Linked DNA regions of Sus scrofa: region 1 is linked to region 2. A link is a contact called in public Hi-C data. All regions are on one chromosome and are shown on one strand. The core of a region is the stretch at or near the end of the contact, and the rest is flanking DNA. Distances in the headings are between cores, read along the strand shown. Region 1 overlaps GLRA3 (glycine receptor subunit alpha-3). Region 2 overlaps GLRA3 (glycine receptor subunit alpha-3).

Region 1 (4,939 bases), core at 851-3,350, 85 kb before region 2:
GGGGGAAATTCTTCCTCTCTACTGGGCTTCATGCTGCTGACAGATAGGTTTAACAGAATTAAGTAGGAATAAGGATAAAAGTGTGAGTAAATCTTTCCTTTCCATGAAAGTAAGAATCCGAAAGGGACAGAAAATGGATTCCAGAAAAAAGGTCAAAGTTATGTAGAACCAAGAGGGTTTTTTTCCCTAAAATGAGCAGAAATTGGTACATGGTCCAGGAGATGATAGGTCCTGAATTAGGCGATTTTCATTTTGTATGACCTACTATGGAATCTGCATTCGCTCAGTGTGTTGTACATTTCTCATAGCTGACTTCACTTTCTTCAGTTTTTTCAACTTGTCTGGAGGTTCTTGATGTCATTACTTTAAGCACTGTCAGTACTTTAATGATTTGATGCAGACTGTTGATATTCAGTAAATAAAAATAGGCATTTTATACATAAAATGTTGAATGCAATTTTAAAAATACCCAACGTTTAATTTTGCCCATCACTCTGTCCAAATTTGTAGTCAGAAGCATCAAATTATTTAAGTTTTACTCCTTTATGTTTCCTAAGTGTGCAGAACAATGTCTGCACATTATGTAGTTTATTAATACATTATTCAAGGAAGAATGTAAAGTATCAGTGTTGACAGGCACTGTGTTAGCACCAGATTTCTTATTTTCACAAATGTGTGATAGTATGTTTCTACTAATCTCATAAAATTTTTATAAATGTATTTTCACATAGGATAATGTTCTTTTTAAGAAGTATGTACAAGGGAAGGTTGAACTTCGGAGTTGGTTGCCTTGTAATTCTAAAAATAAGGGAACTTAGATGTTTTTGCCCTTGTAGGAAGATAATACCTTCTCCAACCTTTTCCTCCCTCTTTTTATGATTGATTGAATTTCATTGCATTTCTGCATTTATTCTGCCTTCAGTATATAGTTGTCCCTTGTTATCCATGGGGATTGGTCCAAATATCTCCCACAGATACCAAAATCCACTGATGCTCACGACCCTTATGTAAAATGGTATAGTATTTGCGTATAAGCTACTATGCAGTCCTTTATACTTCAAATCATCTCCAGATTACTTGCAATAATTAATACAAAGTAAATGCTATATAGAGTCTGAAACAGAATGTAAATGTTATGTAAACATTTGCCTATGTGCTGCTAGCTAAAGCTTTGCTTTTCAGAGCTCTCTGGAATTTTTTTTCTACATATTTTTGGTCCACAGTTTAATCAAGAGAAGTGGAAATTATAGATACAGAGGGCCACTGTACTCCCATTTCTAACTTTTACTTTGCCATCTCATTTGATTTCCTTCAATTTCATATTTCCAGAGGATTTGAAAATGTTGTTCTTTCTAAGAGTATAATCAAATATAAACATATTTGAACAACATCCACCATAACCCATGGTCTTCATATCTCAAGTAAAAAACTGCCTATTGTTGTGTGAACATACTAATATATGTATAAGCCAATTGATACTTCACCCTTACAGTTGAACAGAATTAAATTAAAAAGGGAAAACAGAAAGAAAGTAGAGCAAGTAATTAGTTAAATGAATGAGAGAAAATAACAATATATGTGAATATTTTTATATATCTCTCCCAAATAATGTGATGAAATAATTTATCATTGGAAACTGAGAAGAATCACTATAAAATGATAATTATACCAAATCAATATACATAAATAAAACAGGACATATGTTCCCCTTTCCATTAAGACCCTTTCGTTTTATATAATTATATGGAAATGTCCACACACTTTTATATATTTAGAGAACACTATGACTGAACCACCATGTGTCTTTCATCTAGGTTCAACAAGTGTCAACCTATGCCAATCGCTGTTCTTTTGGACACCCAGTATCCCTCTGCTGACTCACTATTACTTAAGACCAAATGCACTGCAGTATGCTGAGCCATGTCTTTAGCCAAACATCATCCATTTTAACCCATACCTTTCTCTTTTCCCTCTGTCTTGGTTTGCTCCTAATAATCAACCCTGTCTCTGGTCTTTTTGTCTTAGTGCTACAGCTCTGGTAGTGTGATTCTGTCAGAAAACAGATTAAAGGTCAGTGCTGCATAAAGCCAGTTCAGAAGGACAAGATGCAGCAGTGATGCAACCTGACCTGCATACTCTTGCTCTCACCAATGGCTCCAGATCGTGAGGCCCTGGAGCGTGTGAGGATCTCTCTCCTGCTATTCTGGGTGGGGGTGCTTCTGATACTCTGGGTCATCCTATGTGGGGCACTCCCAACACCATGGTCCTCCAGAAGTAGTCATACCCTTGAGGTTAAGAGGCACTGGCAGAGAAGTGAAGCTGCCAAGCTGGCTCTCTTACAGCCTGCGTTTTGGAGGCCAGAGACATGTTCTCCACATGAAGGCCAACAAGCTTTTGTTCTCTACACACCTCCCAGTGTTCACCTACACAAAATGGAGTGTTCTCCTGGAGGATTACCCTTTTGTCCAAAATGACTGCTACTATCAGGGTTATGTGGAAGGGGTATCAGAATCCCTGGCTGCCCTCAGCACATGTCTGAGGGGCTTTCGAGGAATATTTAAGATAAATAATATTGTTTATGAAATCAAGCCCAAAAGGCCTTCTACCTCATTTGAACATCTGCTATATAAGATGGACAAAGAGGAGACAGAATTTCCACTCAGGAGATGTGGATTAACAGAGGAAGAAATAACACGACAACTAAAGTTTCAAGAGAGTGCTAACCATACTTTGATGTAAAGTGGGTATGAAAGCTGGTGGACCCACAGACGTTTTCTTGAACTGGCAATGATTGTAGACCACAATCAATATCTTCATCAACAAAGTAATACCTCAAATGTGCAGAATGAAGCACTGTTGCCAATGAAATAGGTGGCTTCTTAGCTTTACTGGATATTAATGTGGTTTTGACTGGAATTGAGATCTGGTCTGAACAAAACCTCTTCCCAACAGGTGACAGAGCTGCACTCTTGGATGAATTTTGAAAATGGAAGAAAAATAGTTTTAATACCCGCTTGCCCCATGATATTGCACATATTTTTGTCAAGGAGAATTTTGGTCCCCATCTTGGCTTAGCCTATGTTGTAACGGTAGGTGATCAACATTATAATTGTGGAGTTGATAGTTTTCTGGGTGATAATTTGCATGATTTTGGATATATTGTGTCACATGAGATTGGTCATAATTTGGGTATATTACATGATGACAACAATTGTAAATGTGGGAGTGAAAGGTGCATAATGTTTCCAAGGAAAGCCTCTGCAATTCTGATTTAGCAACTACAGTTATGCTGTATATTGGAACACTGTTACAAAAAAAAAGTTGTTTGCACATTACACCAAATCCAGAGAATATCTTTAAGTATACAAGCTGTGGACACAATGTGGTAGAAGAAGGAGAAGAGTGTGACTGTGGTTCCTCGTTTAAGTGTGCAAAGGATCCCTGTTGTCAACTAGGCTGCACTCTGAGACCAGGGGCTGTCTGTACTTTTGGCCTCTGTTGCAAAAACTGTGACTTGCTGCCAGCAGGATCCATGTGTAGAAAAGAGAAAAATGAATGGGCCCTTCCAGAATGGTGCAATGGGACATCGCATCAATGTCCAGAAGATGTGTATATGCAGGATGGGACCTCCTGCACAGGTAGCAGCTACTGCTAGGAAAGAGATGCAATAACTGCAATGAATAGTGTAGGAAAATCTTTGGCGAAGAAGCCAAGAGTGCAAAACAGATTTGCTACAGGGCAGTGAACACCCAAGGAGACCGTTTTGGTAACTGTGGTCTCAAGGCTACTAAATACGTACAATGTAACATCTCAGATATCCTCTGTGGGAGGCTTCAGTGTGAGAATGTGACAGAAATTCCCCTCCTGAGAGATCATTCTACTGTGCACTGGACTCACTTCAATGGAGTCACCTGCTGGGGTACAGACTACCATTTGGGGATGACCATACCTGATACTGGTGAAGTTAAAGATGGTACCAAGTGTGGTGCAGGACATGTCTGCATCCAATGGAAGTGTGTTATTATGCTCAATTTTCAAAATGCTTGTTCACCTGAGACATGCAATATGAATGGAGTCTGCAACAACAGATATCACTGTCACTGCAACTCCAAGTGAGACCCACCCAAATGCCTGCTAAAAGGCAGTGGAGGTAGTGTTGATAGTGGCCCACCAGCTGGCAGAAAGGAAAATGTGCTAGGCAAGAGTTATCTGCTGCTATTCCTTGGCCCCTTTTTTTGTTTCAGTATTGTCTGTTACTTTGTTTCTTTATGGGACACAAAAGATCAGCTAAGCAAGAAAAAAAGGAGAATGTTGTGACTTCATCTCACAGAGAAGGGCAAAATGTTGAGCCATTACATAAAAAAGTAAAAGGTGCGTTGTGATTTCACATAAGGCAAAAAGGAGGCATCATAAAAAGAAAGTCAACGTTTATGATTTCAAAAAAGAAACCCAGTACCTATGAAATTTCCCATGTTTTAAATTTTCATTTCCTGAAAGTAGACATGTTACAGCATGTGAAACAGATCATTGACAGAAAACCCTAGAGATATTTCATTATTCTGGACCATAAATATCACCCATTAAACAATTAAACATGCTAATTCATAGGATACCTTTACTTTCCATTATTTTAAGCAATTTCATGGTAAATTTTTCATAAAAGCAGTCTCTGTGTTTCCTGAGCAAAGGCACAGCTCATGACGAGTGTTTGGGTATGGGTATATGCATGTGTACTTTTACTTTTCCATCTCTCAATTCCAAACATCCTCCCCCCCCCTTTTTTTTTTCTTTTTTTTTTTTTTTTATTATTTTCCCACTGTACAGCAAGGGGGTCAGGTCATCCTTAGATGTATACATTGCAGTTACAGTTTTTTCCCCCACCCTTTCTTCTGTTGCGACATGAGTATCTAGACATAGTTCTCAATGCTATTCAGCAGGA
Region 2 (4,861 bases), core at 2,123-4,622:
GTTTATATGAATTTTGTATAAATAATAAACTTGATATAACTATTTTTTTTTCCTTTTTAGGGCTACACCTGTGACATATGGAAGCTCCTGGCTAGGTATAGAATTAGAGCTGCAGCTGCTGGCCTACAGCTATAGCAATACTAGATCTGAGCCACATCTGTGACCTAAGCTAAAGCTTTTGGCAACACCGGATCCTTAACCCTTGAGAGAGGCCAGGGATTGAACCCACAACCTCATGGATACTAGTTGTGTTCTTAACCAGCTGAGCCACAATGGGAATTCCAAATATAACTTGATATAAATAATAATTCCATCTATTATAATATCACCCTAACCTGGTGATACTGTGGCCAAAGGTACTATATTTTTCTAAACTTTTTTTTCTTTTTTGACTGCCCTGCAGCATATGGAGTCCCAGGCCAGGGATCAGATCAGAGCTGCAGTTGCAACCTAAGCCACAGCTATGGCAACACTGGATCCTTAACTCACCATGCCAGGCGTGGGATTGAACCTGTGTCCCAGTGCTCACAAGATGCTGCCAATCCCATTGCACCTCAGCAGGAACACCTCTAAACATTTTCATATGGTTAATTCCTGTGTATTTAGATCTTTCACCATTGTTTTAATTGATTTTAATGAACCTAACTGTTTTCCTTCCTTTGATTGAATTTATTTATTTTTTTATTTTTGTCTTTTGTCTTTTGAGGGCTGCACTGGGGCATATGGAGGTTCCCAGACTAAGAGTCCAATTGGAGCTGTAGCCGCTGGCCTATGCCACAGTCACAGCAATGCCAAATCCGAGCCACATCTGCGACATATACCACAGCTCACGGCAACACCAGACCCTTAACCACTGAGTGAGGCCTGGGATCAAACCCACAACCTCATGGTTCCTAGTCGGATTCATTTCCATTGTGCCACGATGGGACCTCCTGATTGAATTTATTGAACATCTATTATTACATACCAGGCACTGGGGCTGTCATAATGAAAATCAGACACTGCAACAGCCCTCAATATTTTCTACCGTCTAACAAAGAACACTGATAAGTAGCAGGCAATTGTTGATAATTGCTGTGATCGAGGACATGGTGACAGAGGGCATGACTGCACACAGAATGACACCTTTGGTGCCTAACCTGAACTTGTTGCATTGCAGACCTTTGTGGAAAGGAGTGATGCTTCTGCTTTCCGTGTCCCTGGATCCTTCCACAACTTATCCCTCTGACAAGTATTTTGATGGCATGAGTCAGGGTGCACGTGCAGTGACTGTCAGGGTGTTGGGAAACATGAATCATCCTCCGCCCTTAACAATCCACCCCACCCAGTTCGCTAGGGAGAACACTTTTTCCTGCTTAAGTGATGTGATGGTTAATTTGGGGTGTCTACTTGACTGAGTTATGAAGCACCCAGACACGTGGCCAAACATTATGCTGTATGTGAAAGGGAACCCTAATTCATGTGGCTCTGCTGAAAAGGGATGAAATGGTGTCTTCTTTCCTGCATCTGAGGCAGTCTGTACCTTCTGAAGAATGTAAGCTGTATTATGACGATATTTCCATTCCTTGCCCCTACTCGCATCGATCAGTACTTTTTTTTCTCTTAATATGTAATTTTATTAAATAAAATATACCCACTATGCTATTTGCTTACTTTTGAGTCAAGGAAATTGTGGACCCAAAATGAGAGCAATTAGATGGGTCTTTGTTTTTGATCACTCAGCGTTTGTCTTATTTATTTTCAACGGGACATCATAAACCAAAATATCCTAATTTTTGTTTGGGGCAGCTATGATCAGAAGGATAGTCAGGAGCAAGATCAGAAATACTAAAAATCATTTGTGACATAAGGATAATTATATGAGACAGAAGTATGCCCCATATGTAAATATTTGATAATAAGTATGTAGCAATATCCATTGTTGCTTAAAAAATGATCTAGAAAAAAATTATCATTCTTAGAAAATGCAGTTAGGAAGTTCCCACTGTGACTCAGCAGTAATGAACCTGACTAGTATCCATGAGGATACAGGTAGGGTCCCTGGCCTTGCTCGGTGGGTTGAGGATCAGTGTTGCTTTGAGCTATGGTGCAGATCACAGACATGGCTCAGATCTGGTGTTGCTATGGCTGTGGTGAAGGCCAGCAGCTGTAGCTCCGATTTGACCTCTAGCCTGGGAACTTTCAAGGGTGTGGCCCTAAAAAGCAAAAAAAAAAAAAAAAAAGAAAGAAAATGCAATTATATTTTAACATTAAATTTTAATTTTTTTAACTTTTAAAGGATTTCAGCTCCATTTCATTTGTTCTGTTTCCAAGTAAATAATAATACTAGCCTTTTCTAGTCATTGAATTTTATAAAACATAAAGTAAAATAAAGGAACATTCCTTGAAGGAATGAAGACAACTAGCTTTTACTATTTCCAATCTTTACAATTCCTAGACATGAAACAGATTCTAGCAAACCAATGGAAAGCCTTCATCTACATTACCTTTCCCTTACAGGAGAAAGCTTTGACAATGTTTATCCTTCCAGGGGAGATTTTTTTCCAAGAAAAAATATGTATGCTTGAGAAACATCATTTTGACCATATTTCATCCACCAAATTTAAGTAACTTTTGATTATTCCACTTCTAAAATACAACCTACTTCTATGCTTTTGCTGCCCCTACTAAATGGAAACCATCTAATACCAAAAGAGTATGGTAAAGAGATTAGGAACATGCATGTGTTAATTCTAATTTAATTCTCCATGCCTACACAATTCATTAATTCATAAATCCTGGATTTACTTGTGGCCTTAGTATGAAAAATAAAAATTCATCTTACAAAGAAAAGACATAAGCAAGAGGCATTAACTTTGTTTAAAAAATCTTTTACCTTATAGTATAAATTCTGATGAATTTTCATTCTAGATATTCACTGAACTGGAGTAAATATCTGCATACTGAAGTGAGGCAGCACTGAAAAAATGGTTGAGATATTTTTCTTTCTTTCCAAGAACTTTAAAAATTTTTGCATTCCAATGATAACTTTTTCACATATGCAATTGTCACTATCACTGCCAAATTGTATTAATGGTCAAACCGTAATTATAAAACTGAAAATGAAAGGCAAAAAAGCCAGCATGTATTATTTTAACAGTACTTTCAGAGCCACTCTCCGGAACCAAAATACCAAATTCAGAATGCATCCTCACCTTGAAAAAAGAATAAATGAAAAGAAATAACATGGATGAAATTCAGGAAATGAAAGTGCAAATGGACTTTGAGCTTAGCAGTCAGATGTTTGTTTATAAGGTTATGTTCAGTGATCCAGAACAGTCTGGCTAGAAGCTAATCCCTGGGCTGCACTCACCTCACCTCATCCTTTCTAGAAGCAGCTCGATAGAGTAAAATTGTGTGCCTTTTTCAGAAGCAGAGAGCTGTGTAAAGCAGCAAAGCAGAGTCTTGCCTGTAGGAATGACAAATCAAAGCAATTGCACTGCTTCTAGTTATCTTGGGAGACCCCACAGCACCAGAGACAAGGTATCTCTTCTCAGTACTAACTCAGAGGCATTCCTTTGCAAGAAAGAGAGAGTTCGTTTTGTGCTTTAAGGAGACCTGCTATTAATAATACCCATAAGTACACTAAGACAACCTCCATTTTTATCCAGCCAAGAATATGAAACCAGCTTCCCATTTCTCCAAACATCCATTAACAAAACTATGTTTACTCTAACCCTTTTTTACCACCAGTTTTTCATTTTCCATTTCAGTCTGTCCTCAATACTCATTTGCCAACTGTCCACTTATCTAACATTTTGAAGGATTAGGTGAGTTTTTTTAGATTCCATACTCTCTGAGGTTATAACAGTTACAAGCAATACTAATTGAGTTATTTGTCTTGGCGCTGGGTAGTATCTGGTACTGGGCGATGCAAAGAGAGAGGGACTCATACCTCATGCTGTCTAAATATTTGTCACTTATTTTTCAAAAATCTTGTTGCTTGCTTACCTACAAGGCCTTATTTTCAAGAATATGAGTGTAAAGCAGAGCTGTTTCCAACCAGGTGGCAAGTCTAGGTTAATAATATCATCCCTGTACAAATGGCAGACACAGGAAGAGCAGGATAGATGGTAGTTATTACATGTCATCACTCACATGGTTGGAATTCCTGAGGGGAAAAACAAACATGTAACACAGAGAGAGATGGAATATATCATTCTTTAAAATGCTTTGTACTTCCAAAAAAGGAAGGGAGAGAGAGAGAAGAAAGAGAGAATGGAGAAACAAAAAACAACTTATTGATAATAAACATGGCATGATCTGGCATAGGGATCAGATCTTACATGTTTATCTTTTTTTTTTTCGTCTTTTTTGCTATTTCTTGGGCCTCATCTTCAATATTGATAAATATGAATTTTAAAACTCTAACTAGGCTCAAATTCCAAGTAAACAGCACTATGTCATCTTGATAACCAAAATGGTTAATGCACCGTCTGAAAGCAACGTGGAGAGTAGTGAAAAGTAAAACCTAGCTTGATCTTAGAAACGTCTGAAGATATTCTCTCCAAAATACCGATGCGAATATATGGGTTACATATTTTTGACCAGGGATTTCCTAAGCAGTACCATCCCCGAGCTGCTGCACACAAAGGTAATGTTTAACAAGGTTGTACTAAAAATTAGCACAGTGTGAGAAGGGGTACAGGGAAGAGAATTTAAATTTAGCTCTGAGTGACAAAAAGGAGCCAGTCATGCCAGATCCCAGGGAAGAGCATTTCAGGCATGAGGGAAATTTCTGGAATTGTAGTAAAGTTCCAGGTCTTGATGGAGGCTTGGGTTAATGCATTTGTCAAAACTCAGAGATTCTTCTTATTTTTCC

What was found. Hi-C and Micro-C count contacts between places; a contact is called where the count stands out from the background.
Region 1: a Hi-C map of liver shows a contact between it and region 2, with 2.0 times the contacts expected there. The contact joins two enhancer-like sites. A contact is called at or near these places in 3 of 47 Hi-C or Micro-C datasets (liver and skeletal muscle).

What each region holds. Positions count from the first base shown.
Region 1 is chr14:15,333,097-15,338,035 of Sscrofa11.1, reverse strand. All of the region lies in intron 2 of GLRA3 (glycine receptor subunit alpha-3), which reads right to left. Among named protein-coding and RNA genes, the nearest start is that of ADAM29, 28 kb to the right of the region's middle. Within about 2 kb of position 2,100, at least 1 of the 83 cell types and tissues checked has an H3K27ac peak or open chromatin away from gene starts, as enhancers often do. A contact at or near this core is called in liver, where this site is marked.
Region 2 is chr14:15,249,677-15,254,537 of Sscrofa11.1, reverse strand. All of the region lies in intron 2 of GLRA3 (glycine receptor subunit alpha-3), which reads right to left. Among named protein-coding and RNA genes, the nearest start is that of ADAM29, 56 kb to the left of the region's middle. Within about 2 kb of position 3,372, at least 3 of the 83 cell types and tissues checked have an H3K27ac peak or open chromatin away from gene starts, as enhancers often do. A contact at or near this core is called in liver, where this site is marked.